Regions from separate parts of the Rattus norvegicus genome. Here region 2 is linked to region 1. The links are chromatin contacts, called in public Hi-C maps. All regions are on one chromosome and are shown on one strand. Each heading gives the region's core, a stretch centred on a gene start, on an enhancer-like site or on the middle of the called end of the contact. The rest is flanking DNA. Distances are from core to core; before and after follow the strand shown. Region 1 holds the start of Slc25a51 (solute carrier family 25, member 51). Region 2 has its middle 80 kb from the start of Shb.

The links. A called contact is a pair of places that touch in the nucleus more often than the background predicts.
Region 2: a Hi-C map of kidney shows a contact between it and region 1, with 5 times the contacts expected there. The contact joins the enhancer-like site here to the promoter of Slc25a51 in region 1. A contact is called at or near these places in 11 of 12 Hi-C or Micro-C datasets (the Rat2 cell line, Schwann cells, frontal cortex and 6 more).

The regions. Positions count from the first base shown.
Region 1 is chr5:64,457,437-64,460,975 of GRCr8, forward strand. Slc25a51 (solute carrier family 25, member 51) reads right to left here and starts at 1,568. Exons shown (of 3, transcript NM_001024785.3): 1 at 1,511-1,568.
Region 2 is chr5:64,659,068-64,662,959 of GRCr8, forward strand. No RefSeq gene overlaps it. Among named protein-coding and RNA genes, the nearest start is that of Shb, 80 kb to the left of the region's middle. Within about 2 kb of position 2,279, at least 35 of the 93 cell types and tissues checked have an H3K27ac peak or open chromatin away from gene starts, as enhancers often do. A contact at or near this core is called in Schwann cells, hepatocytes, kidney and 2 more, where this site is marked.

The sequences.
Region 1 (3,539 bases), core at 318-2,817:
TTTTTTTTTTGGTTTTGAGCCTAGCCTCTAACAGCTGAGCCATCTCTGCAGCCTGTAACAAGTTTCTTAAGGCAGCAGCAAGAAGGAAAGACAGTGTGCAGTGTTCTGATAAGAGTCTGGAATATGGGAGTGGGCAAGATGGCTCATCAAGTAAGGAGTTTACCGCCAATCAGCTCAAACTTACTCCGGAGGTGGACGGAAAAAATCTGGAAAGTTGCCCTCTGACCTCCATTCAAGCACCTTGGCATAATTTTTTTTTTTAAATTTTAAAACATGGCATGTTTTTGGCTACTACACTCTCATCACTGACTAAACTCCGATGAACTGGTTTCTATTTAAATTTCTCCTTTGCAATTTACTATAAATGCATTTACCATGACTGCACTAGTTTGCTATAAGCCACCAAACCTATCACAAGGGAGCAAAATCCACTTGGATCCAACAAGGGTCAAACTTCTGTGATGTAAGAAACAGTGTAAATTCTAAATATTCCATGTAACTTTCGGCCCACAGGGATATGCAAAAGCCAGATATGACCTTAGTACAAAGGTCTTTGTCCAAAAACAGGGCAAAGGGTAACTGTAATTCTCAAAAGATGTGAATTCCCACTAGTCAGCAGGTCTGAGTCAGCATTCAAAAACAGGGTTAGGCAGGATTCAAGTGCTAGTTACAGCGTGACTTTACCACTGCAAATATAAAGCTACACCTGTGATGAAAATCCACTAGCTTGGCTCCCTTCTACCTGACAAGGGTGACTAGAGTCAATTCTTGTCAGAAGTGTCTTGTCGCCATAAGGAGAAACACTAACGGTGACTCTGATTTGTTTCTCATGTGCCCTGGACCTAAGTCTTCAAATACTTTCAAAGCAAAGACGCCAGAGGTCCATTTTGGTATGATCACTCCACATACAGTTCATTCTTCTGTTCAACAGACTACAGGTAAAAACAAAACAGAAGGTGGGCACTAGGACCAGCTGGGCAGACTGTAAGGGCCAAAACAAAGGTTAAGCTAAAAGTCGTAAACATGGCTGAGGTGCTGACACCCTCTACCTAAGCTAGATACAACAATCCGCACAGAATGGAACAATTGACGCCCGCCCACCCGCCCGGCTTAGACTGTTTACTGCGCGATGAAACATGGTGTCTCAAAACGAGCATTCTCCAGGCTTCCATCTGCCCACTCCCTGAGGTCCGAGAGGCCCTGGGCGGAATCGCCAGCACCACGAGGTACCACGGACCACCGCGATCCCGCGGGGCGCAGACAAAGGGAACCACGAGCCACGGCGATCCCCTGGGCCTGCAGATTCCGAGCTGTGGGCGCCTCCCTGCCGGAGCGCGCCGCAGCACCACAGGCCCCTGGGCCGGAACCCGGCCGCAGCCGCCGGGCCCAGACGTAATGCGAGCGCAGGACCTGGAACTCGCCAGCCCACGACCCTGCTCTAAGCCTCTCTTCTCTATGGCCAGAAGCTGGAGCACACGGGCCGCCGTTCCCTACCCGACACAGGACTCACCCATGGCCCCCGGCGCCCGCCCGCAGGACGGCCGGCGAGCGAGCCCGCGCCCGCGCAAGCGCAGACAGGTTCGACCCAAGCAGGGCCGGGGCGGGGCGTTGTCGGATCACGTGAACAGGGCACCGCCCTGCTCTGGGTGTGGGTATCGTTGTGGCTTCCCTGTACAGCGTCGGATCTGCTAGTGACTCTTGTCACACCTTTTGCCATGCTCTAAGGGTGCCGCTGGTCCCCCCCACCCCGTCCTTAAGCTGAGGTTATACGGTGGCTTTATTGTACCATAAAACAGCAAACGCGTCCTCTAGCTTGTAGTGAGATCTAAGGCTATAGATGGCGCGTGCGTGAAGGCGCGAAAGCTTCTGATTAGGTGTTCTCAAAGCTTGGTGGAGAGCTCTTTGTCACCGCACTTCACAGGACACCTGTGTGCACATGCGGTCATACAGCTAGCCTCTTTTTCCTTAGATGCTCACACAGTTTGGGGGGTCTTGGAAGAAGCACTAGGCCAGGTCACAATTATAGCCGTGTCATCCCTTGAGTGACTTTTGGCAAGTTATTCCTCTTTTCCGTGCATGGGTTCCCCGGTGTTGTGACATTCGAACAATGGTTCTGATTTGCAGAACCACAGGCGACACATGTCAGTGGACAGAAGGGACAAGGTGAGCAGGCTCTTCAGCAGACTCCCGGATGTGCACGAAGTGTATGCTATTTAGAACTGGGATTAACCTAACATCCCATACCTTCTCTAGGTGGGTGACCCAGCCTGCTCAGTGTTTACAGGCTTCTAACCGTGTCGGAAACCACGCTTCCCCTCCTAGGTCAGCAAACAGGAGAGTCAATCTTGGTGTTGCAAAGCATCCTTAAAGGAAGTTTATCTAGAGATTCATTTAATCAAGTTCCTAAGAGGAAAAAATTTACAAAACATTCATTTTTAAAAGAAAATAGGGGTTGGGGATTTAGCTCAGTGGTAGAGTGCTTGCCTAGGAAGCGCAAGGCCCTGGGTTCGGTCCCCAGCTCCGAAAAAAAGAACCAAAAAAAAAAAAAAGATTTACTCTACTGTTAGCGCATGTGTATAAGTACCCAGAGAGACCAGAAATAGGGCTTCAGGCTCCTTGATCCTCGAATTACTAAAGGCTGTGAACCATCCCATGTGGGTGTCAGACTCAAGTCCTCTACAAGAGCAGTATATGTTCTTAACAACCGAGTGACCAAGCAGCCTCTCCAGCACCCAACCCTCAATTTTTAAAATAGGTTCATGATTTTGTGTTGGGCCACAATGATAGTGTCCTCTGCCACACACACAGTCGTGGCCCCTTGAGGAGGTACCTCCGAGGGAGTTCAGAGTCTGATGGACTCAAGCCTACAAATGTGGGAGTAGGAGAGGCTTTCCCCCTTAGGAAGGAACCAGGGGCAGATTCATAGGTAAGAGGTGTTTGAACTGGACCTCAGGATGAGCGGATGGAATTTGGGCCAGTAACGGAAGTCACCTCAGCAGTGGGAGGGGATAAGACAGTAAATGTCAGAGAGTGGGCCTGTTAGTGTGAACCTCCCCAGTCACAGGCACAAAGGGACAGTTTTTTTGGATCACAGAATGATGACAAGGCCACATTATGGTTTAGAACAAATCGGGCAACAATTGGAGAAAGGGCATTTACCTCAAAATTATGTTTGCCTTGGCTTCTGTGAATTTCTATTCCAATGTATTATTCAAAAAGCAAAGAAACCAGGCGGGTATCCAGTGTGTTCATCAGCATAAATAATTAATTCCAGACTAGAATGGAAAGGTTATATAAAGAGAAGGGAAAACTTGAAATTAAACATGCAGGCAGGGTGTAACTGACTCAGAAGAGTGCCAATCCCTCATCACCAGAACACTCGTGTCTGAAGCGGAGCCAGCACGTTCCTGCTACAGGCCACAGCGCAGACCTCCAGTTTCTTGTCAGAGGCTTCTGGGGACTTTAGTCACTGTTCTCGAGTATCTGTGGAGATGAGAACCACCTGTTTTTAAATCTAGAATTCATCATCAGGTTATCGT
Region 2 (3,892 bases), core at 1,029-3,528, 200 kb after region 1:
CCTGTCTGAAACTCAACTTGAAATTTAGTCTGCACGCAGTACTGGGAAGGTGATTAGGGCCCTGTCCGCATGAATACATCCCCCCATGTGTGTGACTAATGGATTTATGGATTAGCAGGCCCTCATTATCTCCAAAACAGATCTTCAGTACAAATCTGTTGGCCGGGTCTCTCAGGAGCATCTTTCTTCTCACTATGTGGTACCCTGGGCCACCTTGGAACGTTACCAGCTAGAGGGCTGTCAGCAGATACCTCGAGCCATGAGCCACAGGCTAAAACAAAATGAACTCCCTTTCTTTAAAACTTAAGTTTACCCACCCTGCGGTTTTCTGTTGTTGGTAACAGGGAACAGATTAAGAAGCTAGCTACCATAGGGAACTGGGATGCTATGAATAAAGAGTTGGGAATGTCTTTATGGAAGGGAAAGCTGGAGCCTAGAGAGACCAGTGACTCTTTTCAAAGTCCCACAGTGTTTGGGGTTGAAGAGATGGCTCGTTGGGGTAGAAATCTCGGCTTGTGTCCAGACAAAACACAAAGGGCCAACACTGTTTCACATGGAAAGGTTTAATGAGAGAAGAAGAGTAGAAGAGGAGAGGAGTAAAGGCCGGCCATGCGCATGTGGAGGGAAGAAGGGAGGGGAATGGGGACAAAGGGGAAGAGGGCAAGAGGGCAAGAGCAAGGAGCAAGAGCAAGAGAACAAGAGGAAAGAGAAGAGAAGAGAGAGAAGAGAAGAGAAAAGAGAAGAGAAGAGAAGAGAAGAGAGAGAAGAGAAGAGAAAAGAGAAGAGAAGAGAGAGAAGAGAAGAGAGAGAAGAGAAGAGAAGAGAGAGAAGAGAAGAGAAGAGAGAGAAGAGAAGAGAAGAAAATGAGGAGGGGGCAAGGAGCCCCTTTTATAGTGAGTCAGGCATACTTGGCTGTTGCCAGGTAACTGTGGGGCAGAGCATACTTGGCCGTTGCCAGGTAACTGTGGGGGTGGAGCTTAGACAGAATACCAACATAGCTTAGTGGTTAAGAGCATTGGCTGCTCTTTCAGAGGACCCAGGTTCAATTCCCAGTATCCACTTGGCAGCTCATAACTGTCTCAGGGGATCTGATGCCCTCTTCTGACCTGTGTTAGTACCAAGTACACATATGGTGCACATGCATGCATGAATACATACATACATACATACATACATACATACATACATACAGGTAAAACACACACACACACACACACACACACACACACACACACACACACACATACGCACAGTGGGTTGCCTGGGATTATTAGTGCCACTGATGAGTCTGGTGGGAAGGGAAGAGAAGGGTAGGTCTCTTCCGGAAGAAGATCCCACACATTGCTTGCAGCTAGAGAGTGTGAGAACACAAATAGTATCTTCTGGGGCTCTGGCTCCCTCGCCGTTTTGAACTTCATTTTCCTAAATGCAAGGATGTATTAGGATATCTTCAGAATCTTTACTGTCGTCTCAGCAATTAAGAATAAGCCTATTAGAACGTGGTGACTGAGTCGTGAGAGGGATTAAAAGCTGCATTTGTGTTAAGCTGTGACATTCCCGGGGGTCAGGAAACACAAGGGCGAGAAAGAAGACACTGTGTGAGGATCTAAAAAACAAAGGGCTTGGTGTGGCTGGGACCTTTGGCCTGAGCAGGGAATCTTAAATTCTGTTACACTCATGGATTTATGTTTATTGTAAATCATGTTTGCTTATTATAAACAGCAATAACGATAACAGAAAAATAACAAACCCAGGAGGAGGCAGACCCTCATGCAGGACAACAGTGACTGCCTATTGCACTGCCCCAAGCCTCCCCATAGTAACTATTTTAAAATCGGGGTCAGCTTTTCCCATAGCATGTGTATGCGCGTGTGTGCATGTGTGTGTGTGTGCATGTGTGTGTGTATGTGTGTGTGCGTGTGAGTGTGTGTGTGAGTGTGTGTGTGAGTGTGTGCATATGAGTGTGTGCGTGTGTGTGTGAGTGTGCGTGTGTGAGTGTGCATGTGTGCGTGTGTGAGTGTGTGTGCGTGTGTGTGAGTGTGCATGTGTGTGTGTTGAATAGTCTCCAGAGACATGAACTTGGATGGCTCCGCAGTCCACAGAAAGCCTGTGGCATAATTTATGAGTCTGTTGCTGGGTCATTTCCAACTTTTCAATATTACAAATCGCACAATGATGAATGTCTTGGTGTGTAAATCTGAGGCACCGCCTGACAGGCTGCGCTCTGTTCCCAGCAGTGGGAGCGCTGAGCGAAGCCTGGCTGTCCTACCCTTTGGCACTAGGCCCCAGGCCCTGCCCAGCTCCGCCCCAGCTCTTGGCCACAGCCTCGGTATCCTGGACGATGACCTAACAGGGCAGAGGAGGGGACGCCTGGATCTGGGATGGCTGCCTAACTCTGCGCCTTGACCAAGTGCCTCTGCCTTTATTGACCTCAGTTTTCCCAGCTCATTGGGTTTGGATTTTAGTTAAGAAGTTTTGTGATTAAAAAGAGAATCCATGTAGAAGCTCATTATGTAAAATGACTGAAGGGCTGGAGGGGAGGCTCAGTGGGGCGCACTAGCCTCAGGCCTGTGAGGCCCTGAGGTTAATCCACAAGAAAAGAGAGGAAAGCAGATAGATAGACCACACATTTGAGGTTAGCCTGGGCTACATGGCAAGACCCTGTGTCAGAGCAAATAAACGACGATGACAAAAAAAAAAAAAAAAAATCTAGCAGAAACAAATAAAACCAAGTGAGCAGAGCCAGGGTCAGACCTCCGCCTGAGCAATCATCCAAACAAAATGATGGTCTTACGCTTCGCACTGGATGCTGGGGACAGCCTGAGCAATATGTTTAAATACATGGGTTGCAGTGCCGCAGGGCCTTGCTGACTTACCTCACTAAAGCTGACACCATCCACCGGCTGCTTTGTTTTTTATGACATCCGTCATTTATATTCTCCGCTGTCTGCTCCCATGCTGCCTGAGTTGCCCCAGGCTCTGTCTGTTCTACTCACGGGCCTGTCTGATTCAACCTTGACCAGTGAGCATCCCCCAACCCTAGCCCTTGTGGCTCTCAGGCCCTTTGCATCCTGTCTGGGACCTGTGGCCTCGGTCTACTCTAGAAAGTCCCTCCACTGTGGTCACTGTAGACAGCCGTCAGCTGACGCCGGTGCCGAGCTCCTAGGGTGTGTGAACAGCACACTCAGAACCTGGTCCTGATCTTCCGCTTGGTCCTTACAACCCAAACTGCCATTTTACAGAGGAGAAGACTGAGCTTGGGTGCTAGGCTGTGGTCCACAAATACTCCTGTATTCACCTAAAGCCTCCATGTGCTGGAAAGACCAAGATCCCTACCTGGTACGGGAAGTTGAAGTATTGTCTACTATTGACATGTGGCTTCCTGTGTGTCCCCGAATCTGGGACCCAGCAAGGTATCCACAAGCCCCCGGAGGGAGACCCCATAATGGAGAGGCAAGCCATGATTCTGACCCTCTGGGGGACCCATGCCATGTGCCTCTCTGTAACTCCAGGTCCTAGACTGAGCTGACTATCACAGTCATGGCTGATCCAGAACGGAGGTGACTGTCACTGGGAGCCTTGTGAATGAGGTCATCAAATCACTTCATCTGCTGCCATCCAAATCCGAGCAAGTGCCAGAGAGAGTAGGTGCTCATGAAGTTATCATGGGTTCTGCCCTTCAAACTGAAAAGGGATGAGTATGAAGAGGGTGAAAGGGAGTTCTGGTCCCCAGTCCTGGCTTTGCTACCCACCGATTGGTGCTATAGACATGACCCCTTTCCCTCGATGCTCAGTTTCTGTACCTGCGACATCGAGGTTTGGTCCCCCATGTGCTTGGAAGCTGTTATCTGTCAGTCTGTCTCCCTTCTCCTGCATTCGGAAGTTCAGAGTG